5 separate regions of the Mus musculus genome follow, and all the other regions are linked to region 3. Evidence: chromatin contacts called from public ChIA-PET and Hi-C data. All regions are on one chromosome and are shown on one strand. Each heading gives the region's core, a stretch centred on a gene start, on an enhancer-like site or on the middle of the called end of the contact. The rest is flanking DNA. Distances are from core to core; before and after follow the strand shown. Region 1 has its middle 72 kb from the start of Gm33897. Region 2 holds the start of Gm33843 (a long non-coding RNA gene). Region 3 has its middle 79 kb from the start of Gm34044. Region 4 has its middle 29 kb from the start of Gm33897. Region 5 has its middle 39 kb from the start of Btg1.

What was found. A called contact is a pair of places that touch in the nucleus more often than the background predicts. ChIA-PET counts read pairs in DNA pulled down with a chosen protein or histone mark.
Region 1: an RNA polymerase II ChIA-PET map of memory CD8 T cells shows a contact between it and region 3, with 24 read pairs. The contact joins two enhancer-like sites. A contact is called at or near these places in 1 of 15 datasets of contacts at CTCF or cohesin (large pre-B cells), 2 of 484 Hi-C or Micro-C datasets (CD4 T cells and bone marrow-derived macrophages) and 13 of 115 datasets of contacts at active chromatin or transcription factors (the SCID.adh cell line, T-cell acute lymphoblastic leukemia, bone marrow-derived macrophages and 10 more).
Region 2: a Hi-C map of bone marrow-derived macrophages shows a contact between it and region 3, with 12 read pairs. The contact joins two enhancer-like sites. A contact is called at or near these places in 3 of 484 Hi-C or Micro-C datasets (the N1E-115 cell line, bone marrow-derived macrophages and muscle stem cells), 13 of 115 datasets of contacts at active chromatin or transcription factors (bone marrow-derived macrophages, craniofacial prominence, double positive thymocytes and 10 more) and 1 of 9 other capture datasets (embryonic stem cells).
Region 4: a Hi-C map of uterus shows a contact between it and region 3, with 11 times the contacts expected there. The contact joins two enhancer-like sites. A contact is called at or near these places in 1 of 15 datasets of contacts at CTCF or cohesin (the NIH/3T3 cell line), 15 of 484 Hi-C or Micro-C datasets (3T3-L1-derived adipocytes, the AML12 cell line, CD4 T cells and 4 more) and 14 of 115 datasets of contacts at active chromatin or transcription factors (the NIH/3T3 cell line, T-cell acute lymphoblastic leukemia, Th17 cells and 11 more).
Region 5: an RNA polymerase II ChIA-PET map of memory CD8 T cells shows a contact between it and region 3, with 40 read pairs. The contact joins two enhancer-like sites. A contact is called at or near these places in 1 of 15 datasets of contacts at CTCF or cohesin (the NIH/3T3 cell line), 1 of 484 Hi-C or Micro-C datasets (bone marrow-derived macrophages), 16 of 115 datasets of contacts at active chromatin or transcription factors (the SCID.adh cell line, T-cell acute lymphoblastic leukemia, bone marrow-derived macrophages and 13 more) and 1 of 9 other capture datasets (embryonic stem cells).

The regions. Positions count from the first base shown.
Region 1 is chr10:96,785,169-96,790,220 of GRCm38.p6, reverse strand. No RefSeq gene overlaps it. Among named protein-coding and RNA genes, the nearest start is that of Gm33897, 72 kb to the right of the region's middle. Within about 2 kb of position 2,805, at least 51 of the 459 cell types and tissues checked have an H3K27ac peak or open chromatin away from gene starts, as enhancers often do. A contact at or near this core is called in the SCID.adh cell line, T-cell acute lymphoblastic leukemia and memory CD8 T cells, where this site is marked.
Region 2 is chr10:96,594,330-96,599,081 of GRCm38.p6, reverse strand. Gm33843 (a long non-coding RNA gene) reads left to right here and starts at 337. Exons shown (of 4, transcript XR_380712.2): 1 at 337-372; 2 at 3,548-3,660. Within about 2 kb of position 3,156, at least 9 of the 459 cell types and tissues checked have an H3K27ac peak or open chromatin away from gene starts, as enhancers often do. A contact at or near this core is called in bone marrow-derived macrophages, where this site is marked.
Region 3 is chr10:97,312,418-97,317,087 of GRCm38.p6, reverse strand. No RefSeq gene overlaps it. Among named protein-coding and RNA genes, the nearest start is that of Gm34044, 79 kb to the right of the region's middle. Within about 2 kb of position 3,282, at least 387 of the 459 cell types and tissues checked have an H3K27ac peak or open chromatin away from gene starts, as enhancers often do. A contact at or near this core is called in 3T3-L1-derived adipocytes, the AML12 cell line, the NIH/3T3 cell line and 9 more, where this site is marked.
Region 4 is chr10:96,684,098-96,688,635 of GRCm38.p6, reverse strand. No RefSeq gene overlaps it. Among named protein-coding and RNA genes, the nearest start is that of Gm33897, 29 kb to the left of the region's middle. Within about 2 kb of position 2,330, at least 109 of the 459 cell types and tissues checked have an H3K27ac peak or open chromatin away from gene starts, as enhancers often do. A contact at or near this core is called in 3T3-L1-derived adipocytes, the AML12 cell line, the NIH/3T3 cell line and 4 more, where this site is marked.
Region 5 is chr10:96,654,112-96,658,535 of GRCm38.p6, reverse strand. No RefSeq gene overlaps it. Among named protein-coding and RNA genes, the nearest start is that of Btg1, 39 kb to the right of the region's middle. Within about 2 kb of position 2,120, at least 52 of the 459 cell types and tissues checked have an H3K27ac peak or open chromatin away from gene starts, as enhancers often do. A contact at or near this core is called in the SCID.adh cell line, fibro-adipogenic progenitors and memory CD8 T cells, where this site is marked.

The sequences.
Region 1 (5,052 bases), core at 1,556-4,055, 530 kb after region 3:
TGTTCTTCCTATGGAGCTGCAAGCCCCTTCAGCTCCTTGGGTACTTTCTCTACCTCCCTTCATTGGGAGTGAGAAGGGTATAGGGGACTTTCGGAGGGCAAACTAGGAAAGGGGATAACATTTGAAATGTAAATAAAGAAAATATCTAACTAAAAAGAAATAGAAAAAAACAAAATAAAATAGCAATAAAAAACTTGTCTGAGGTTAAGAGAGGCAAAGTAAACACCAACCGAGCACAAGTTTCTCCTTTTGGTAAATCAACAAGTTTTTGTAACTAGGGGTTTGTAAAATATGGTTAATGCGCTGCATATCATTAAAATATTCATTTCAAAAATTAAGAGTAATAGATTTATGGATTCTAGGAAAAACTAAAATCCAGTTTCTTCTTCTTCTTCTTTTTTTTTTTTTTGGTTTTTCGAGAAAGGGTTTCTCTGTGTAGCCCTGGCTGTCCTCGAACTCACTCTGTAGACCAGGTTGGCCTCGAACTCAGAAATCCGCCTGCCTCTGCCTCCCAAGTGCTGGGATTAAAGGTGCGTACCACCATGCCAAGCAAAATCCAGTTTCTTAATTTATAAGATGAAGATACAAAATATTTGTTCTGGCCATTCATAGTTGATATGTTAAAGACTGCTAATATGTGTTCTAGTGTGTTTAGAGTTACAAAATATTATACAGCTCAAAATTATCGTAAAAGTAAAATAAAATATGCATGCCAGCCTTTAGAAAGAGAATTTTACCAGCTGCTAATAAATGAAGGGCTTTTACATTCCCTCATTCGATGTTTTAAAATATGGCTTCAGTGAGTAACTTTAATCTATAAAATGTCTTTGTATGATTATTTCTGACCTATCTTACTTCAAAAAAAAACCAGCTAACAAAAGTATATCAGAAATTTAGCATAATAGAGCTCATCTTTTAAAATATATATACACACCTTAAATTTAGTTTCCAAAGGCATGCATCTTCTGAGAAAGCTCCTTGTTAATAATTTCAAATATTACTTCATTTCATGCATCTTCCATCAACAGTCTCATCTTTAAAAATGAATGTAAGAAGCAGGGAAAGTTGCTATTGTCTCTTTTGAAAAATGAAAATGCCTAATTTTCATACTGCTGTGGCACGGTTCAAGCTAATGATGTGCTAATGTGGTATCAGAGTGGTAACTCCTGCAGATCCAATGGCCTCATCAGGAAGCTGACCTCACAATAGTGTTGCTAGCATGTTAGATTTGACTCGATTTCCATAAGTAAATGGAATCTGAGACTCATTGCATGTTAATCACATAGTTTAGTATGTCCCGTATTTATTTTGAATAAGCATTGCATTCTCAAATAAGAATTATGTGCAGGAAGATGGGCCAGAATTTGATGGAGAAACCGGTGGGTACCCACTTCTTTTGGCTCCCGTGATGAATAGAGATTTTGAAGCCTATAGAAAATGAGAGCAGATGTGGGTAATGACATAATTTGTTATTTATGAATGCAGGTTTTCTCTGAAGATTGAGGAATTATCATGAAAACTATTCACTGAACCTCAAAAAAAATCAATAAATATTAATATCAGAATGCAAATGTTTTCACTATCATTTAAAATGTGAAGAGTATTTACCCATTTATGCCTCTGAACAATTCAGAGTGCCCTGAATGCTTATTGACTGTATGTCATTGCATGGTTCAGAGCAGTTCTCTGAACTGCTTAAAACTCTCAGCAAATCAGGAAGAGCACATTCGAAAAAGATAAGGCTGCACATTGTCCTCTTGCCCCTGTCACTCGTGGAAAGCGCCCTGGAGTGCAATCAGGAAACCTGGGCTTCGATATTTAAACACCATGTGACTCCAAGTAGCTTTCTCAAATATGAGCTACATTTTCCAAACCTATTAAATGAGAATAAAGGCACCACCCTCAAAGGGATATTTGAAGATAAACTGACATCAGAACCCACAGTATACATTACTATTTTAAACCCAATTAAGAATTAAGGATCTCCCCCCAAAAGTAGTAATTATCAACAAGATTATCTGAGAGTTCTTTTTTTGGTGGATATGAATTTGATGACATCATCCACATGAAAAGGAAATGGCAGGTCATCCATATATATACATATATATATATAGACATATATATTCAAATATTTCTAGTTATGATAATTATATAATTGTATAGGGTATAACTAAAAATTTCTCTATATACACAACAATTATGGGACATTGATTTAGTCTTTGATACTATGAGTGCTGAACAATTGATTGAGTTACCAGAGTGGTATGAATTTAAGAATGTCTCCCATAGACTCAAGTATTTGAATACTTAGTTTGCAGCTGGTATCAGTGTTGGGGAAGGCTATATAACCCTCTTTAGGGGGAGTCCTTCTGAATGAAGGATATCACTGAGGGTAAGGTTTGAGAGCTCAGAGCCACTTACAGCCTGTTCTCTCTAGTTCATGTTTGGGCTTAAAGATAGGATTTCTCAGCTTCCTGCTTCTGCTGACTGACATGTCTGCCTCTTACTGATAAACCTTCCTACCATGGTCCATTCTTAAACCCCCCGGAACCATAAACCAAAATAAATTCTTCCACAAGTTGTCACAAAAACAAAAACACAAAACCCTAATACAGTCATTAAATTTATTAAACCAGTAAAATTGATAGTTCACATCTGTTACAGTCTTATGAAGATTCATCTGTCCCTTTCTGGAACTGGCGAATAAATCATTGAACAAAAGCTCACCAGCTCAATACACAGTTCAAACAGCATTATACAGGAAACCTTCTCAAGTGTCTTGTAATCACCTGCCTAACGCTCTGTGGTGCCACAGGCAGGCGCAGGAAGTGGTTACAAGTAATCAAGCTCTAACTTTACGACTTTAACCAACTCAGCGGCTCTGTTTGCATGGCTTTCAAACAGCAGCATTTTGCCTAAGATTCCATTCACACAAGAGAATGCAGTGGTTAGTTCTTAACTGTCACCTTGACACAACCTAGAGTCACTGGGGATGTGTCTCAGTGAGGAATTGTCTAAGTGACCTGGGCTTATGGGCATAACCCTGAGGATTGAATTATGTATCAAGGGATAGGAAAATACCCAACCTAAAAGAGAAGCACATCGTTCCCTGAGCATCCATTCTCTCTGTGCTATTGACTGTGGGGGTGACGAGCAGCTTCAAGTTCACACCTTGACTTCCCCAAAACGATGATCTGGGACTTGAAACTTTAAGCTAAATAGACCTTTGCTCCCTTAAGTTGTTCAGACAGAATGTTTTATTCCAACAACAAGAAACAAAATCTAGACAGACAATTTGATTACTATAAAGGCACTTGAATTAATCATGGTTGGTGGTGCATTCTTACAATCCCAACATTCAGGAGGTGGAAGCAAAATAATCACCAGATCAAAACCCCTCAGCTCCAGATTGAGAGCCTTTCTCAGACAACCCAAAGGAGAAACATCTCACCTTGATGATTCCACCTTCGACAGTTCAAAGATGAGGAAGCTGTAGCCCAGAGACCACAGTACCTAAGGTAACAGTCAGCTACTTAATGAAGAGCACCACTAAGTTCTCTAGACTCTTAGTTGTCGTTATTTCTCCCATCATGATAATAATATCCATCTCCCTGTCATGTGCTGCACATCAAACACCAAGCCACACATTCCACCTGTATTTTTTTTTATACGCGGAAAACTCTTTAAGAATTCTACCAGTTTGATGAAGAAGTTCAAGGATGTTAAGCAACTTGAACAAGCCTACATTCGATTTCAGCCTAACACAAAATGTGTTTAAGCTGGAGGTTTCGTGTTGGCCATGAAAACAACAAGCCATCACAAAGCCCGTGAATAACTGAGTGTGTATTATATAATTAGTGGCCAGATTTTGCCATGCTTTTCATGTTCACTTTCTCAGAATTGAGACACAAGGACTATGAACATAGAGAAACCAAGTGAAATCTTTATTTCAGAACTGTTTTCCTCTCTCTGAACTGTAATCACATCTAATTTTATGTTGATTCTATATGTTATTATTGGGATAAGCTTGTGGCTTTTCTACTGTCTGATAGATCATGTTATTAAACACATTCATTTATTTCCTGGCTCAGGTGGTATAATGTGTACTCTGCAGATGAAATCTGTGTGTGTTATTGGGAAGGGGCTTTCCAGGTGACATTTGTGCCTTGCAAGTTTCATGTTCAAATCAATTTTCTTCAAATATAGATAAGCAGGGTGTTTTAGTATAACACCATTGTGGGATTTGGCCTATTTTTATGCAAATTGTAAGTCTGTATCTCAGGTATACAGAGTTTCACGGTTAAAAAATGTATATTCCCTTTCAATAATCTGTCTATAGTATGAAATTATCAAGGATGGATTTATTAGACCCAAAGAAAATAGTAATTCCAATTTGAGGCTTTTTACATAAGTTAAAAGGAATGATATTGTGGTTCCTGCCATTGTTATATTGTTTAAAGTAGAGATGGATAATGGGGTTTAAAGGTATATGGTAAAGAAGAAATACAACACAATAAATAATACATGAGAAGGGAGAATACTGTCGATGAAAGCATATGAAAAGACAGCAATGGGGAGATAGTCTGGGGGTTGGGGAGAAATCAAAATGAATCTAAATTGATAAAGTATGCCTGAAAATGCCACAAAGAAATCTGTTACTCTGTGATCTAATTTAAAATTTTTAATTAAATTGAACAGATTCAAGAAATTCCTGTAGTATACTTACAAATATTCATATGTGTTGCTGTTCTCTTAAAAATGAATATGTCTCACCAAAATTGGCTGCGGGCAGAGGGGGGTCCTCAGAAGCCAGAGGTGACTAGTGTTACTGTTGCTTAAAGTCTTCACAAACGTGTCTGCAGTGGAGGTAAAGTTTACAATGCACTCCTTTAAAGTATCAAATCCATATTTAATTAGCATCTGTCTAGGCTAACAGTTGGTGCAAGCTTTGAACTGTACACTTTGTGCTGTTAGATATCACACAAGTTCTATGCACTGAGTGGGCCAGACTACTACTATTTGTGATTATCTAGGCATATGAGTCATCTTCAT
Region 2 (4,752 bases), core at 1,907-4,406, 720 kb after region 3:
TAAAATCTTGTACTCTCTGGTAGGTTTTTCTTTTTTTTTTCCTATTGATGACAAATATCCAGAGATATAAGAAACTGGATGGGCAAAGGATAGCCTTGGGATGTTTACGCTCCTAATGTTGTTCCAGGAGGTTCTACTGCTTTCTAGACTTCTTTTGACTTGGCCATGCACCTTGAACTTCTGGGAAACTTCTTTAGTCTTTCAGTACGGGCTTTGGTGGTGCAGATCAAACCCAACGTGTTTGTGTGTTCTGGGGGAGCAAGCCTCCCACCACTGGGCTTGCCTGACAACCTTTGAGGTTCATCCAAGTGACATGTCGCTACAAGATGCCCATCCCGTGTGGACATTATAGAGGCAACGTGGCCAGGATAGGTGAGCAGCAGCTTTCATACCTGAAGAGATTCCTTTCTGAGTCTGTCCTTTTGAAGATAAGGGGCTAGAATCAACACACAGAAATCCACCTCGAAACCCTCCTGACAGGCATACACAAGCAAAGAGAAGATTGGCATTCCCAGATGAAAATTGAATAAAGGTGAGATTGAGAAGCTCAAACCCAGCAGGGGCAAACACAGTTCCTGGAGACCTAGCCCTTGGCTAGTGAACCTCTGGGGCTGACTTTCCTGGCAATTTCCAGAGGCTGTGGAACTGTTTGCTTTTTTTTTCCCCCTCTGAGGAGTAATTTAGCCTGTGGTCTTCCTAAATTACCTAAGGGGTATTTTTAACCTGGAGTTTTAGAGTTCTTTCCCAGGCCTGGGAAGAAGATATAATTTGAAGGGTAGGAAGGAAGTGGGCAGACCTGCTTCTAAAGCAGGCCCTTGTGTGTGTGCTGCTTCTTCCCTGCTGTTAAAAATGAACTATTAAAGGTAGTCTCAAGTTTGCCAGCAGTTTAGTTAGTGAAGCAGCGAGACTAGCACTGTCAACAGAAGGCAGAACTAACTAACTCTTCAGTTCTCTGCCATGTGACTTGTCCAAGGCAGAGAATGAGACCTTGAGAGCAGAGGCATTTGTCAGTTGTCACTCAGGGCTGCATTGTTTCTTAAGGCCTCGAAACTGTGGCCTGAGAACTCTTCCATGGGCAGCCCCAAAGTCACCTGCTCTCCGATTTACCCACAGGCTCCACAGTCTCAGCAGCAGCTTGCCAGTTTTCAGTACTTGGTTGACCCCTGTGGCATCGTAGCATTCTGAATTCAAAACCACACGGTTTTGGGTGTTGCCCTAAGAAGGAGATGACCTGAGTATATTACAATAGGGCCCTAGTCCTTAACCCTGCACTTGGGTTTGTCCATATACTTATATACCCTATATATTAATGGCAGCTCTATAAATGATTTGTGAATGATTGATTTTGTTTTGTTTAAAGCAGGGTCTTGCATAGAACACACCAGGTTCCTACCTCTCAAGGGCTAGGGATCTAGTTGTGTCCCACCATGCCTAGCTGTAAAGAATTTTTTTATGAACACAGAAAAAGGGTCTCATGAAATTCATAATATCTGTTAGCCATCTCAGAGACAGCTGTCTGAAAGCTCTTTCTGTGGCTCTTCTCTTCAGCATGTTCTAGAATACCAGCTTGCTATGGTTGGAAGGAATCATATTGAAGCTTTGAGCATGACCGAATGGTGTCTTAGAATACAACAGTCTCTGAGAGTCAACTCCCGAGTCTCACTAAGACCAGAAAGTACACTTGGAAACAACTTCGAATTGAAGCCATTTTGGTGCTAGCTGACTGGCTATTGGTGACATGGCATTTCATTTACAGTTAACATTCAGGATCATATGAGGGCAGTTGACACGGAGTACACATAGAAAGTGTTGCACTGAATGAATTACACATCTGCTGTTCACCTCCCTGCAGCTAGAGCCGGTGTCTGTGGATCTCAGAGTAGCCAATCTGAAATCTGTTTTTCCAGGCCTTACTTATGCCTTCTGAACCTTAGCAGGTGAGACAACAGACAAGGCCGGCTCGTCAATCATCGCTCGGCCTCTGGTTTTCCTCTGCTTGGAGCCTAGGCTTTCAGTGATTTGTCCCAGTTTTGATGTTTTTGTTGCTGAAAAATCCCCGGGAGGCTGCGATCTTTACCAGTGTTCCCCCATGTAGAGTTTCCTCATAGAAATGAGACCTAGATTCACGATAGATGATGGCAAGCTGACTAGACCCCTAGAACCTGTTTACCAAAAGACGTTTCAAATTTTCAAATCAGCGAGGAGAAAGGGATAAAAAAAGACCACAAGTCTGCAGATAGGACACGTTTATTGTGAAAACAGCCAACTTATTCAGCTGAAAGGGACAGTGTCAAAAGGGGACAAACAGTACTACCCAGCAGGCGGTGATTACCCATGGAGCCTTCACATTTCCTTCTCTGACCTGGACTACAGAAGAAAGAAGGTCCTCTTTAAAGCTCAGACCACAACATTTGAGCCCTAAAATATTTGATGGGGAGAGGCTGCGACAGGGCTGGAGGTCCAGAGAAAATACAGGACAGTCGGGCGAAACTCATTGCAAAAGAACAAACATTCCCTTTTCACACGTAAACAGGCCTCATGGATCCGCTGGGCCGTGTTCATGCTAAAATCTGTTTATTGCATCTGATTATTGCTTCTTTGAGGTTCTGATTTAACTGTGTGCTCTTTGTTGTTGTTGTTGCTCTTGGTTTGGTTAACCTGGCAACTTTAGGTAGGAGAGTTGTAGGGGGAAAATACGCACGATGTTAAAGAAAAGAAGCATCATTCAGAGCACCCTCCTGGAGCTGGAAGGATAGCTCAGATACGGAGAGATGGAGAGATGCACACTTGCTGCCCTTCTGAAAGGTCCGGGTTCAGGTCCCAGCACCCACAAAGCTGCTCATGTCTGGTTATGACCCCAGTTCCAGGATATTCCCCCCCACCTCTCTCTCTTCCTCCCTCCCTCCCTCCCTCCCTTCCTTCCTTCCTTCCTTCCTTCCTTCCTTCCTTCCTTCCTTCCTTCCTTCCAGTATTTATTTATTTATTTATTTATTTATTTATTTATTTATTTATTATATGTAAGTACACTGTAGCTGTCTTCAGACACTCATTCGGGACCTTAGGAAGAGCAGTCAGTGTTCTTAACCCCTGAGCCACCTCTCCAGCCCCAGTTCCAGGACTTCTGACACACTCTTCTAGTCTCTTCCGGTATCTGCATGCACGTGGTACTCATATGAATGCAAAACACACATGTAAAAATAAAAACCACTATGTCTTTTTAAAAAGGCCAGAGTGCATTGGAAACATCAAATTCTGTCTTTTTGGGGGAGGGGGGAGATATTGGGGAGGGGAGAGCGAGAGCATTCACCTTATAACTCCAGGTTTCAGTTCATCATCACAGGGAAGCAAGGCAAGCGCTGAAGTGGCTGATCGAGTCACAGCCACAGTCCAGAGCAAAGAGACAAACTTCCCCCTTCTTGCCTGCCTGCCTGCCTGGTGGTTTGCTTATTAAGCTCGAGGGTAAGCACCACTCGCTACCCATCAACCCATCTTGGCGGCTCTTGCTTGGCTTTTTGTGGTTGATTTTTGTTTTTTGTTTTTTGACAAGACTGGGATTAAAACTAGGATGTCGTGATGCCAAGCAAGCACCTCACCATTGAGCTACATCTGCAGCCTGGGATTTCTTATCTGTCTAAATGTAGGAATACCCAACACAAGAAGGTAAGTGTTTAGCATCTGACAGAAAATTACCCAAGCTGGGTGCAGGGGTGCATCCAGCTTTGCCAAGACACTAAGGCAGGAGGAGGCTTACTTGAGCCCAGATGTTAAGGTGCAGCCTGTGCCACATAGCAAGACTCTAATGGAAAAATACAGCAAACAGGAGCCTGGATTATCAGGAGTGACAGCGTCCTGTGCCCTAGGGACACAGGCACCCAGCATTCCAGGCTTTCTGCTTGCAGCAGTATCCCAAGCACTTGACCACTCTCCCATCAGCAGACTCTCACCTCAGCGCTGAGAGCTTCCTTAGCGAGGCCTGGAGCTCCATCTGTAGCGCTTCTCTGTGTACCTGGAGCTTCATCTATGGTGATTCTCTCTGTACCCTGAAAGCTGTCCTTCCACATTTCTCTTTTTCCATTTTTTGTGTGTATGAATATATGTGTATGTATTTATATGTGTACATATATATGTGTGTTATATGTGTATATTATGCATGTATATGTATGTGCATTGTGTTATGTGTATATCTGTATCCATGTATATGTGTATATGTGTGTATTATGCATGTATATGTATATTGTGTTATATATCCATATATATGTATATGTGCATATATATGCATGTATGTTTGTATGTATATGTGTATATACCATATACATGTGAATGCCTGCCTGCATGCATATATGCATGTATACATGTATATATGTACATGTACATATATGTGTATATGTGTGTATGTATATGTGTGTGTTTGTGTGTGTGTGTGGCATGCATGTATATATGTGTGTCAGATTTTTCCTAGAGGAAAAAAAGAGTCTACCGTGCTTTGTTTTACACTTTAAAAATGATCCCACAAAGTTGAAGAAATGTCCTGATTCCAAGACAATGAAGTTGAGTGAGAGAAGGAAGTGAGGTAGTAAAGACGGGAGCATAGTGAGCTTCCCAGTTGTGAGCTCCTCGGAGCAGTTCTGCTGTCGCTCAAATCATCTGTGTCTGCAGCCTTCTGGTGTTAGTGCCCGAGCAGCGAGTGTCTTTTGAGACACTCCCTTTTGTCAGAGATGCTCCTGTTTCCAATCCCTAACAAGGGGATTAGAA
Region 3 (4,670 bases), core at 2,033-4,532:
ACAGTCAGACACTGTTCAGCCGAAAGCACTATTGACACAGATTGTTTCTCTGCACACTGGGCTCAACAAAGCCAACATAATTCACACAGAGAATCCTTCTGGAGGGCATTGAATTAATCAAATTGAAGAAATGACAGTCAAGGAAATAGTGAATGTGTTGTATGGAATGTTCAGAAGTGATCTTGCGTACACACACACACACACACACACACACACTGTTTAGAAAAACTGCTGTCAGTGAGATGGCTCAGTGGGTAAGAGCACCTGTGGGGAGCGGGTGTGGCGGCAGTCCCAAAGGTGCCAGGGACTGCAGCTAAGTCATATGACTTGCACCTAACTTCCTCATATAAGACACAAACATCTTGAGTGCTGCGCAGGTGTACCAGGATACAGGTAAATCCAATTTGGTGGAGATTTGCCCCTGCTGCCCTGATTAGCTGAAGCCTCGTGACTGGCGAGGGGGCGTGGCCTGCGGTGCGTGGATGAGAGAAAGTATAAAAGGAGTGAGAGGCCCAGGGTTCGGGTAAGAATCAGGACTGAATAAACTGCTGTTAGAAGGACTGGTGGTCGCGTCGTTCTTGCTGGTCGAGAGCGGGCGCGACAAGCGCCCGACTGCTCTTCCCAAGGTTCAGAGTTCAAATCCCAGCAACCACATGGTGGCTCACAACCATCCATAATGAGATCTGACTCCCTCTTCTGGAGTGTCTGAAGACAGCTACAATGTACTTACATATAATAAATAAATTTAAAAAAATAAATAAATAAAAAGAGAAAGAGAAGGATCCCATGGATTTACTCTTAACTGCAAGTTGGGGAGATGGGTGAGGAGTGACAAAGGGGATGCAGCTCAGGAGGAACCTGAGAAACATTCCCAGAAGGGAACATGGACGGGGGTGGGGTGGGGCGAGGTGGGGAGCTTGAAGCAAGACTCCTGGGAAGTGAGAAGCAAGCTGAAGACACCAGCTGTCATTGACAGACATCCTTCTCCACCATTTTACCCAACACACAGAAAACTGTCACTCCTCAGCAAGAACCCATTTTGTCATGATAGAACTAGGGTTTGGTCTACTCTATCGGTTCTACAAACACATTGGCATGAGGGCTTCAGTTCAGGGACTGCACCCATCTCTCGGTTAACATGATCACAGTTTAGTCAGCAGGTGATCACAAGATATCTTGGAGGCCTAGGGATCTACATTTTGCAGACAACAATAACTCCATTTCTTACCTGGTTAGTTTGGAACCTGGCAGCATCCAGTCCTTTTCTGCTTACCATTCTCATAGAGGCTCAGGCAAGGGACCTGCATATGTTTCTTCTCCCAGGAGAACTTCCATGGACAAGAAAATGTACACCAGGGTTGGATAAAACTTAACAAATGCTGGGTGGAGGGGTTAAATGTTATTTTCTTTAAAAAATAATAATATACCTATTTTATTCTAATAGTTTTTGCCTTTAGGGAGTTTATATATAAACCCAGAGACTGCGAGGTGAAGACACATTTAAAAAAATTGATATGATCGTTGTATATTTACTTTTAAACCAGACAAGCATATAATCAAACCAAACCACAAACAAACAAACAAACAACCCAAATCAAGGCACTTCCCAGATGATTAAGTCAAGAGCAAAATGACCCGGCCCAAAGAATGAGGGCCTAGCATCAAAAAAGTGTCATGGATTAATTTTTACTGGAGTTCAATGTGCTATATGCCACTGCCAAGAGAAAAGAATCTTGCCTGGTCTCAGTTTTTTTCAGATTCTTTGACTCTAATAAGAATGAATATTAAACTAAATTGTTAGCAGCTGGTTGCCTATCTAAACCTAGCAAAGTTCCTGGGAGCTATTATAGAGGTTTTAGAAAGCTGACCTAGTGTGCCTCACACAGTTGTTGGAAAGAGTGGCCTCTTTTCCAGGTGCATTGTTACAGTCGTTCAAATTCACCATCAGAAAAGCAGGGGACATTTCTCCCCAACAGTGAAATCTGCTAAGGCAAGGTACACACCTTCCCTACATCTTGACTGTTCTCCACAGTTCTGCTAGAACTTTTGTGTAAACTTTTCCTTATCCTTGGCTACTTTTGTTATGGAAGCCTCTCTCCTGAAGAACGCCTGCATCTTTGAATAGGATCCTAGCCATGTCTCCCAGGAGCCTTTGCGGGATTTCTGCACTTGCCTGACACCATGTTTAAATGACACTTTCGTGGTTTGCAACAAAAAATAACAGGCCTTTTTCAGGAGATGAACAAAGAACAACAAATAAAGTCATATCGCCAAGCTTGGATAAATAAATACTAGGCAAATCTACAATTTAAAAATCTCTTGTAAGAACCAGGGGAGATTCTTAACATCTTTCTTATTTAGGCCTCCACAACCCCCCCTTTCCTTTGCAGGAAATAGTTTCATTTTTCTGCCAATAAATTGCTTTGTGATATATATTTTGAGATCAACTTAGCTTTTTCTGCTTTTTGGCCTATTAAACGGAAGGCTCGGGGGTTGGGGGGTGAATCAAACTTTACAACCTGGTATTTTCACATCTGGCAACTTTTCGTTTCCTGGATATGTTAGATAATTTACAAACTATGTGTTTTGATGCCTTGTCACTTAAAGTGTATTTAGGGAGGTTAAAAAAAAAAAGTCCCCCACTGAACAATCGGTTGAATATGCTGCAAACCATGCTTTATCTAAATACCCCCACAAAAATACCCCACACTGAGTATTTATAATTTTAGATGCCACACATAAAGTGTATACATGTTGCAGTAATTATATACATATTGAATGCGGTAAGGGAGAAAGATGGATATTATTGTAACTCTCATTCAGTCACTGATGAAAATTTTGTCAACCCAAAATGAAAATCTACAAAAATCCCTTGTTAAAAGCACCTTCACACTCGTATTGAAACTGTGTGTGTGTGTGTGTGTGTGTGTGTGTGTGTGTGTGTGTGTTTAATACGTCCACACACTATGAAATGTTTTTGGATCAAGTCTGAATACAATATATTTTAGGCTTTCTCTTCCTAAAAGGGTAATACAGAGCTTGTGAAAACGCAGGTCCATTTCTGAGTTAGTTGTTTACGAAAAAGCACATGCTAATGTAACAGTGTATATGGAATTAAAGAGAAAATGTCAAACACGCCGTGACATCCAAAATACATTCAGCTGCTGCCTTTTACTATGGGGACTTTCATTCTGCCGCGGACTGCCTCCAAGACCCAGTGGTTTTGTGTGTTGGGTTAAAAATAGCCTGCCAAGCCTGACAACTAGATTCTGATTGGCCCGAAAGGGAGGCCGTTCAGCCAATGAGAGCGTCTGGGAACAAAAGCAATTCTTTTGTGTGTATGTGTGTGAGAGAGAGATGCTCAACCCACGTCAAAACAGCTTCGGGCTGTAGAAATGATTTGGGTAGAGATTTAACAAGGTAATAATGCATTTCAGCCCTCTGAAAGGTTTGAAGCGGAACAAAGCGGGGGGTGGGGTGAGGGGAGCCGGGAAATCTACAAAAGAAATGGAGCCAGAGCTCAGCTTCTACCGATGAATCATATGGGTGTTCGTGCTACAAGCAATACTCGTTTTCCTTCCCCCCACCTCCCTGAGACCTTTACTTACTTTTCAGGCATTTTCTCCTCCCAAACAGACAAAAGCCATCAAAGGCTTTTTACTAATGTGCAAGTTTGTTGTTGTGATTCGCTGGCAAGGAGAAAGGGACAAAACCCAACTACAAAACTCATTTCATTAAATGTCACAAAAAGAAAACAAAGACCCATGAGTTGTACGCCGTGAGTAGTGAAGATCCTGAAACTTTGAGCTTTAGATTGTGGGTATCAAACACAGCCCACACTCTCAAAGACAGTTCCGGGTCGCTCTCCAGATATGGAAAACAAAGAGGGACTTGATTAGAGACAGCTCTGGGTGCTCAAGGCCTTGCGAGCATCGGGCCGCCAGGGGTCGCTGTTGCACAGTCGACGAATCTCTTCCGCGGCGCTTTCCTGTGTGTCTTTAAGGAAAGAAATAGGATTTGATAGGTACTTCTAGCTTAGGACTAAAAAGGGGTTTGGGGGGGGGGGGTGAGGGGGCGCTGTCGCCGTTTGAAATCCTTAAGTACGGCTTATGATCAACACTATGGGACAAAGCAACCGAAAACACAATTTACTATACAGGGAATTTAGTGCCACGGAGGACAAATGTTGCTGCAATAACTTGGTATTGTGACTTAAGAGAGCTTTTCCTAAACCACGTCGCGATTTTAAATTAGATGAAAAGAGTGAGCACACAACGCTGTTACGGATACCTTATTGTCTCCAATATGTATATGCGAGTGACCTGTGTAATGTACCCAGCCAGACGTGTTTTGGCAAAACAATTCAGATAATACGTGGCTTACATATTAACCACAGAGGAAAGTGTCAGTTCAACACACTGTTTTCCTCTTGAGCGTAGATTTCACGGTACAGGACACATAAGCAAAACTTAAGAAACCTTTACTCCTGGTGTGGGTGTGGCATCTAAAATAACCCCGCTTCTGAGTAAAAGAGGAACAAACGTTTATAGTCTAATTGGGCATGATAAACTAACAATGCCCAAACATTTTCTGTTTGAGAAAAAGCATAACATATTTATTTGTGAAGTATTGTTCCAAAGTACATATTGGAGCCAGTAATGGACTTTTTT
Region 4 (4,538 bases), core at 1,081-3,580, 630 kb after region 3:
GATCCCATTCACCCCTATTGCCTTGTCTTGGCACCTTCCATTCCTACTGAACCCTTTTCTCTTCTCCACCAGTGCCCCTTGTGCTTCACATGTCCTTTCTTCTTCTTAATGATCCTGTGAGTTTCATTAGAATGTCATTAGAGCAGGAATAAGGAGTCATTTGTAGGAATGTGAGCACCTTACCTGAGGTTACATCATTGAACAAGTTGTCTCTCCCTTTCTGGTAATGGTTAATCTTAATTAATTGTCAACGTGATTCTACTGATAAACACCTAGGATTGAAAGAAAGCACTACAGTGGGGTGTCCGTGTTGACAATCAGATTCTGAACTGATGATAGGGTTAGCCCTTGATGGCTTCATAACAGGATGGCTTCCACTGGGAGATGGAAACCTGCTTGGAAACAGTAGTTCTCCCTCTGTCTCTGTCTCTGACTGTCTCTATTTGTCTCTCTGTGTGTATCTGTTCTGTCTGTGTCTGTCTTTATCTCTCTATCTCTCTCTGTCTCTCTCTGTCTGTCTCTTTCTGTCTCTGTCTCTCTCTCTGCCAACCTCGATCACATGCTCTCCCCCCACCCCCATTCCGCCCAAGTACCAGGCTAAGCAATCCCAATCTGACCCTCTGTATTTACACCAAACATTTCCTTATGACGTGGCATGTGATGCATAGATAGATGTCCTACATAAACCATATTATCCAACCAGTCAACATGGGTGCGAGTCATCTAAGTCAAGGGTAATTGTCTTCAAAGCAGCCTATCACCCATTTGCTCAATAAGAAATCACTGAACCCCTCCTGTTCTGTGCTAGGAGCTGGGGATTTGTGGGTAGCCATGGCAACGTCTTAATAGGTGATAGATTGGAGTGAGCTGATCATTCACATTGTAGCAGTGTATTTTTGATTTTATATTCTAAAATTTAGATGGGGCTGACCTATTTTAACAAGACCATAGGGGGAGATTCTGAGCCTGCCAAAAACCAGGGGTACTTTCCAGGGTCCCAGCAAGTCTCTCTGATCCAACAGAGGAAGGGAGTAATAAATGAAAGGACCCGAAAGCATCCTTCCCACAACCAGCACATGGCAAAGCAAATTTTTTCTCATTAGTGTTTGAGGTAGATGTTATGGGTAACTTGCTTCTCTTCTGTCTTCATACTTAACTGGAACATTCTTTGATTGCCAACATCTATAAAGAAATACCATGCACAGAGTGTTTTATGTTCCAACACCATGAACCACCACTGCCCCTGGCCACCCATCCCCGCCCCAAAGATTTCTCTTCATCCTCTTCCAAAACCCCACTATATGGCTCTCCCTTAGAAGGTCAAGATGGTTGAAATAGAGGCAGTGATTGAGGTGAGGTTGTAGCCAGTCACTGACAGGCTTATTAAGTAAACATCATTGAGAAAACGCAGAGCATCGTCCACTGCTGTGAGTTTGGATTCGGAATCTGTAAATATACAAAGGGAAAAAGAGCTTTGGTGTCTCACAGCGCTTTCTGTCCAGGAGCCAAGAAGTTCAGTTGCACATGTGTGTTTTTGCAGACTCCTGGCTTGCACTCCTCTTCCTTATTCTGGCTGCCCCCTGCACCACTCTTGGCAAGCCTCACTCTGGAGAGGTCTGAAAAAGTTTCCATCCAAGCGATTCCTTTAGTTAATCATTAGCAGCTCTGGTAAAAAACTGTTGGTGAGCCAGTTGGAAAAAACTAACTGGGGGGGGGGGGAAATCTCAGAGTTCATTCATTTGAGACACTTCAGGAATCTTATCCTGGTATACTGAGCTATGGGTGGGCACCAGTGAGACACTACACTAAGAAATGATATCTAATCATGTCTCTGTATCTAATATAGGCTGCATGACATTGGTCAAGGGAGAGAAAGGTCATTGGTAAATAAATACACAGGTTAGAAACACTTCATCTTAACAGACAATTTAGGTGTTTTTATCTCCCATTCTACAATGTTAGATTTGAAACCAAAAGCTGTTCAACTTTGCCCGTATTAGAGCATCTTTACTTAAGTAAACAAGGAGTGTCAACTTGTTGCTCTCTGCAAAGCTTTTCTCAATCTGTTAGCTTGTGAATCATGTAACCCAGCAAGAAGCAAACAACCTCTCTTGCAGTTTCCACACAACTTTTCCCTTCTTGGCCGGGATTTCACAGCAAACTTTGGGTACACATAAACAAAGCTGTCTTCTGCACATAAAGATGACAGAGCTGTTGTTCACTCATTAGCTGTCAATATAACATGGCTTTCACTCCCCCGTGGCCGTGGCCGTGGCCTCACCCTTGTTTAGATTGCTCAGTTCCTTCAGTTTAGAGGACATTAAAAAGCAGAACTGGCCTGGCTGTTTTACGTTGATGGTGAACTTTATGCCTTGGTTGTGTTGCAACCCCAGAGTTTACTCAATTCCACCTGGCAATTCAGTTCTTTGAGATAAAGGAGGTTTCTCTGGGGGAAGCCAATAACAGTTTCTCTTTTGGGTCTCTTGTTGGCAGACAGCTGGTGGCACATTTAATACAGTCATATGACTAAGTGTGTGTGTGTGTGTGTGTGTGTGTGTGTGTGTGTGTGAAACTTTTTAACAGTTAAAAACAAAACTAGTGGAACCCAAAGGAAGCTATTGCCATGTCAGAGAACCTAGAGCATCATCTTGTTCGAAACTTTGTAAGGATGTCTTTTAGAAAAATCATCTCTTGGGGTGTAGGGGAGGCGGGGCAGGGCAGGGAATGTACGTGTGCGTGCGCGCGCGCGTGTGTGTGTGTGTGTGTGTGTGTGTGTGTGTACGTGCACTCACCTGCAGGTTTTGGAACTGTCATAAAGAATCCTGAAATACCCAATGAAAACTCCAAGCACCTCCTATGTTCTCACTCTCCCAAGCACTGTTGGATTTGAATCAATTTCTCATGACTGAAGTGAGAGTTGCATTTGTAGATCTTTTTTGCAAGTCCCGCATGTAGCTGTACACTTTTAGAAAACTACACTGAAAATGACAAACTTAGTAATAACTACACATGGAAACAGTGAGTGCAAGGTACGTAAAGAAAATTGGCAAAGGACCCATCAATAGGAATTCCAAGAAAGGAAAACTTCACGCTGTGACCTAACCAAACAGAAACTGTCTTCATATACACATCTGAGTACAGGAAAGAAAGAAAGAAAGAAAGAAAGAAAGAAAGAAAGAAAGAAAGAAAGAAAGAAAGAAAGAAAACTAATGACCTTTTCTAGCTCCAACCTAAAATATGTTGATAACCTTAACTTTACAAGTTGTGGAATTAGTTTTGCTTAGATAAACCACCCATGCAAGTGATTAGCTGATGATGAGGTCACTACAGCAAATCCCAGCCCTCTTACATGGAGCTTGGGAAGTCGGTGATGAGGATCATTCACATACGCAGAAAGGATCCCAAGTAAATATGAAGGTAGACATCGGAAGGACAGGTCTGAGAAACAAAGAAACCCAAAAATTGACATCAAACCACTAGAAGCCAGAAGGGACTCTCTGATTCTCATAGGGTTTAGGAAGAATCACTCTGCAGCCTTGACGGTTGAGCTAACCTTGGATAGATGCTCTCCAGCCCATGATGGACTTCTGTTGTTTCAGTTGACAAGTTTATGGTATTTTGCTAGAGCAGCCCCAGGAGACTTGGTATAGTTTGTAGATCCTCAGCCCAGGGAGTGGTACTTTTAGAAGGTAAGGCCCTATTGGAATAGTTGTAGCCTAGGAGTAGATATGTCACTGTGGGTCTGGGCTTCATGACCCTCATCCTAGCTGCCTAGAAGCCAGTATTTTGCTAGCAGCCTTCAGATGAAGATGTAGAACTCTCAGCTCCTCCTGTACCATGCCTGCCTGGATACTATGTTCCCACCTTGATCATAACAGATTGAACCTCTGACCCTGTAAGCCACCCCCAATTAAATGTTGTCCTTATAAGAGTTGTCTTGGTCATGGTGTCTGTTCATAGCAGTAAAACCCTAAGACAAGACTGATACACATAGTTCTCCTCAAGGTCATCTCCTGGGCACACCTTTTGTTTCTCTCGCTCCTTACTCATATAGCACCTGTAAAGCAAGGAAGAGAAACATTCGAGTAGGGCCCGAGGTTCCCTCAGATTTCTGTGTCTATAATCCTGACTTTTCTAATTTTAGAGAAACAGCCTTAAGAACTTTCCAACATTTAAAAAAAAAAGTGGCTGATTCTTCCTGTTGGCCTAAGAGAAAATAAAAAATAAAAAAAAAACTTTTAATTTAATTTAAAAAACAAGCAAACAAAAACTGTTAACTTGATCTGGGAACTGAGTTCAAGGGCTTGAGTTGAAACTCCACCTAGACAGCCCATAGCATCTGGAGAAGCAGATTTTACCTCCAATGGATCCTTCAGTTCAAAGCCAACATCAAATATCCTAATTATATCCTGATCCTCTGCTGGCAGTAGATACTTTCAGAACGCAGCACTGACCTTTGTGTGTTTGGTTTTTTGGTCTTGTTTTTTATTCACTCCTTTATTCTTTGACACTTTCAAATGTGTATATAATGTGTTTTT
Region 5 (4,424 bases), core at 871-3,370, 660 kb after region 3:
AAAAGTGTGCTTTAGGTCACTGAAAGTGACAGAGGAAAACTCCTGACATCTTCCTCTTGCTTCTACATGAATGCAACACACACACACACACTCACATAAAACCAAGTAGGTTTTCACTTATAAGATCATAGTAAGCAAAAGACCAAATATGAAGTACAGAGAACCCGCTACTCACCCTCCCACACCCACAGATACACTATACACATAGCCTTCCTCATCCTTTCAAGTCAGGATTAGAACGCTTGTTATTAACTGACGATGCTACCTTGACGCTTCCTTACTGTCAATCATACACAGTTTGCATGAGAGTCCATTTCTACTTAGAGACTTTCCCTAAGTTTGGGCACATGTATAATACGTAACTGCCTCCATGGAACCTCTCAGAAGGACCGGACCCTCTCTTCTCTGTCTATTCATTCTCTCTTACCACCTAACCTCTGAGAAACACTGAGTTTTTACTGTCTCCAGATGCCTGTCACTTCCCGGTGTCAAACAATTAGAATCCTATACTACATAATCTCCTCAGAATGGCTTCTTTTATTTAGTAATATACATTGAGCTATTCTCCATGCCTTTTATGACTGGTATTATTTCTGTTTGTAGTACTAAGCTATACCCCCTCTAGCTATATCATACCCTATCTGCTCCCTTATAGAAGAACAACTGGTGGCCTCTAAAATTTGGCAATTATGAATAAGCTTCTTTACATATCTGCCATAAATAATTCTTCAGCCTTATTGTATAGATACCAAAAGAGCATGATGGTTGAATCATATGAAAGTCACATGTTTAGCTTTATAGGAATTGTCAAACCCTTCCAGATAGCAAGACTCTTTGGAATCTCTACTGACAGTGAATGAGAGTTTCTGGTGTTCTATGTTCTGATCAACATTTGATGGTGTCAGTGTTTAAGATTTGATTGGAGCTAATAGGCATGCAGTGGTGAGCCATTGTTCATTTAATTTACAATTCATTGCTGCCATTTTTTTTTTTTAGCATGATTATGTTCCATCTTTATCTCTTCGGTGTGTTATCTGCTCAGGTCTGTGGCTCATCTTTAGATTGTTTGATTTCTCACTGTTGAGACTTGAGAATTATTTGTATATTTCAGAGAATAGTTTCTTACCTAGAATGTCCTTCATGACTCTTTTTTCCTGTTTTGTGGTTCGCCTCCGTCCTCTTGGTAAGACTTTCATGATACCTTGTAAGTGTGTAAACTTTTCTTTCTTTGTCTATTGGCTTTTTTCCTTTTCTTAACCTTTCTTTTTTTGTCAGCCATTAAAATAACTCGTGCAAATGGCAAATAGATCACAGGCCAAAGAGAAGAGCGTGCACACGGCAAATGGATTCAACTCAGAAAGCTTGTAAGAGTTCCTGTTGTCTGGGAAGACAAGGCAATTGCCTTGCAATACTGCCTACGGGTAGAGCACATGATACTCAAGCCTTTCGTGATTACTGTATACAACAATCAGCTAAATTAAACACACTCCAATTTAGGAAAGTATTTGAGGGTCAGGTGTCACTCATTGAGTTGACCATTGGAAACTTTTGATAAGAGGAATGTTTGGGTTGGTTGGTGGAAGGAATTTCCATGAACCCCACACCTCCCGAATGTCTGTCCTGATGTCTTAAGTCCAGACAAAAGCTGGTTGAGAAATCATGAGATCATTATAAGACTCTAAAAGCCTTCAGAGACTCTCTCTCTCTCTCTCTCTCTCTCTCTCTCTCTCTCTCACACACACACACACACACACACACACACACACACACACACACACACACACACATTAATCTAGGCTAACAGTCACAAATCTCAGACTTCAAGACAGAGTAGAAGGATGATCTAAATCTGTTCTTGGTGCTAATGAGCACGGGGATTCCTAAGAGAACATTCAAAGACAGACGGATCTTGTATTATTCAGAGTCAGGTCTCGAGCTACCCAAGCGCACTGAAGCTGACTTGCTGTTGCTAGAATCATGCAAGAAGAGAGACAAGAACCTTTTCGTTTGATGCAATGCTCACTGTCAGATGCATGTGTGTGGACGTTGTCTAATACCAAGTGCTGAACTCTTATTTCACACACAGCCCTCCACATACAGATCATTTCCTGTTGGCAGTAGCCACCATTAGGAAAGTCTGAGTGAGACACATGATGATGATCTCTGATGAAATAGCTGTCGCCACACTCAGACTAACTCACCCCAAGGAAAGGCTGTGTAATGCTGAACAGCCAAGAAATGAATTCCAAGAGCCTTGGAACTTCAGGACACATGAGATGGTAATGTCACAGAGGCCAGTACAAAATGGGGAGGAGACACTTACACACCCCAGCTCAAAGTTTCAGACAGAAGCAGCTGTGTTAGGTTTGTATCTAGAGCTGTATTTACAACTGAATGTCCTCACACCCAGCAGGACATTAACCCAGATTTGCTCCTGAAACACAGCCTCTTAAGAGTCTTATGAGTCTCTCAGCAACTTAGAAGAGGGAATAAAGGAGACTGTGGGGGCATCTGAACTGATCACCATCCCTCTTACGGAACTTCTTACTCTGTGTGCAATTTGCTAACACAAATTCGCCTCCAGTTATCCAAAAGGTCGGTGGTTCAAACCCACCTGGTAATGTGTGCACTTAGGTCTAGAGAAGATGGCTCAGCACTAAAGAGTCCTTGCTGCTATTGAAGAGTATCCATGTTGATTGATTTCATGCTGTCTCATGTGCTGAACACCAGCCACTCTAAAGACCAAATGGGGAGGGAAAGAAAAGCCATTGCTCTCCATTCAGAGGACCCAGGTTTAGCTCCTAACACTCACATGGGGTAGCTCATAACATCTGGAGTTCCAGCTCCATGGCTTCCAATGATATCTGGTCCGTATAGACACAGACACACAGACACACACACACACAGACACACACACACACACACACACACGATGCACACTCACCAAAGGACACATGCAGACACCTAAGTAAATAAATCTTTTTTTTTTTAAATGAAGACAAAATAGTCCATTTTTACTTTCTTTTAAGCAACTATATTTAACTCCGATCCTTTAAAAAAAATTCAGATTGTTTAAAAGCAATTGAGTAATAGAGTGTAAATTAGAATATAACCTTAAACATCACGGGTTAAACACTTTATTTTGACAAGAAATGGAATTCCAGAGACAATGGACCTTTCTTAGCACATGTGTGATACAGCTAACACCACCCAAGAGCTTATTTAAACTACAAAACCTGGTAGGACTGGTTCTCCAAGCTCTTGCTATCTAAAATCCCACTCCCCCTTCCCTTAGTACTCCAGTGTTGCCCTGGAGAACCGCTGTCTCTCCCTTCCCCTCACCACCCCAGCCCTGACACAAAGGGCCATTTTCTTTGGTACTCATGAGGATTAGAGACAATCACAAAGGTTTTAAAAAAAATAATTAACCAATAAAAATAAAGTCAAGTTAAATAATCCCCCAAGACTGACAATTCCCAGTCTTTCTTTCTATGCTATAATAGACAGACCCCAGCCCCTCGCTGAAAACATCTCCTGCAATCCAGAAACCTCAGCCGCTTCTTCTAGAAGTGGGATTTGATCTCTCCATTTTTTTTCCCTCTCTAGTCTGGTCTTTAAGAAGAGACATGTGGTCTCATCTTCAGGAAATCTCTCCCACCCAAGAAACAATTAATGAGTACACTCGGTGTGTGTTGCAAAACTGAGTGACTTTGATCTCAATACCCTCAGAGCTCTAGACCGCGCCTTCCTCTTTCTGTCTGCCGAGGTATGGCCTTTCTTAAGCTTTGTCTCTCGTTCTGCAGCAACAGAAAAAGCAAATAAAGTGTGTTATCTCCTGCTCACTCCCACCATGGGTAAGGTGAGAAAATTCTCAGAACACAGCCTTGCGAGGCTGGACTGATACTAACCCGCTCCAGGAAGCAGGATAACCACAGCTTTCCCTATTCCTTTGTGTCTTTTCCTGTAATTTCAAATTTACACATAGGCCCCAGGAAATTTCCCAAACCCTCTGTTGGAGTCCAAAGCTAATGGTGTGAAGCCACATTTAAGAACTGTTTTGTCTTTTTTTTTTTTTTTTTAAATAGACCACCCATTAGTTAAAGTGAAACGCTGGCAAAAACTGGCTGAAGGACAAAGTTACTATGTTCTGAGGCAAATTTAGAGCAATGAACTTGTAGTGTTCTACACCTTAAAAGCAGATCTGAATACACAAGGACTGAACTTTTCCATGAGGGTTTGTTTCTGGGTTGGGTACACTGGATAAACACGGATTCGTTAATCATTATTCTGCCCCGTTTCCTGGCTATCATTATCTGTTAGATGTTATTAAAATGATTATCCAGGTAGATGTGTAAAAGAAAACCAGTTGCTACGAGAACACTACCTTATCAGCTCACCAGCACTACAGCATGAAGTTCCAATGC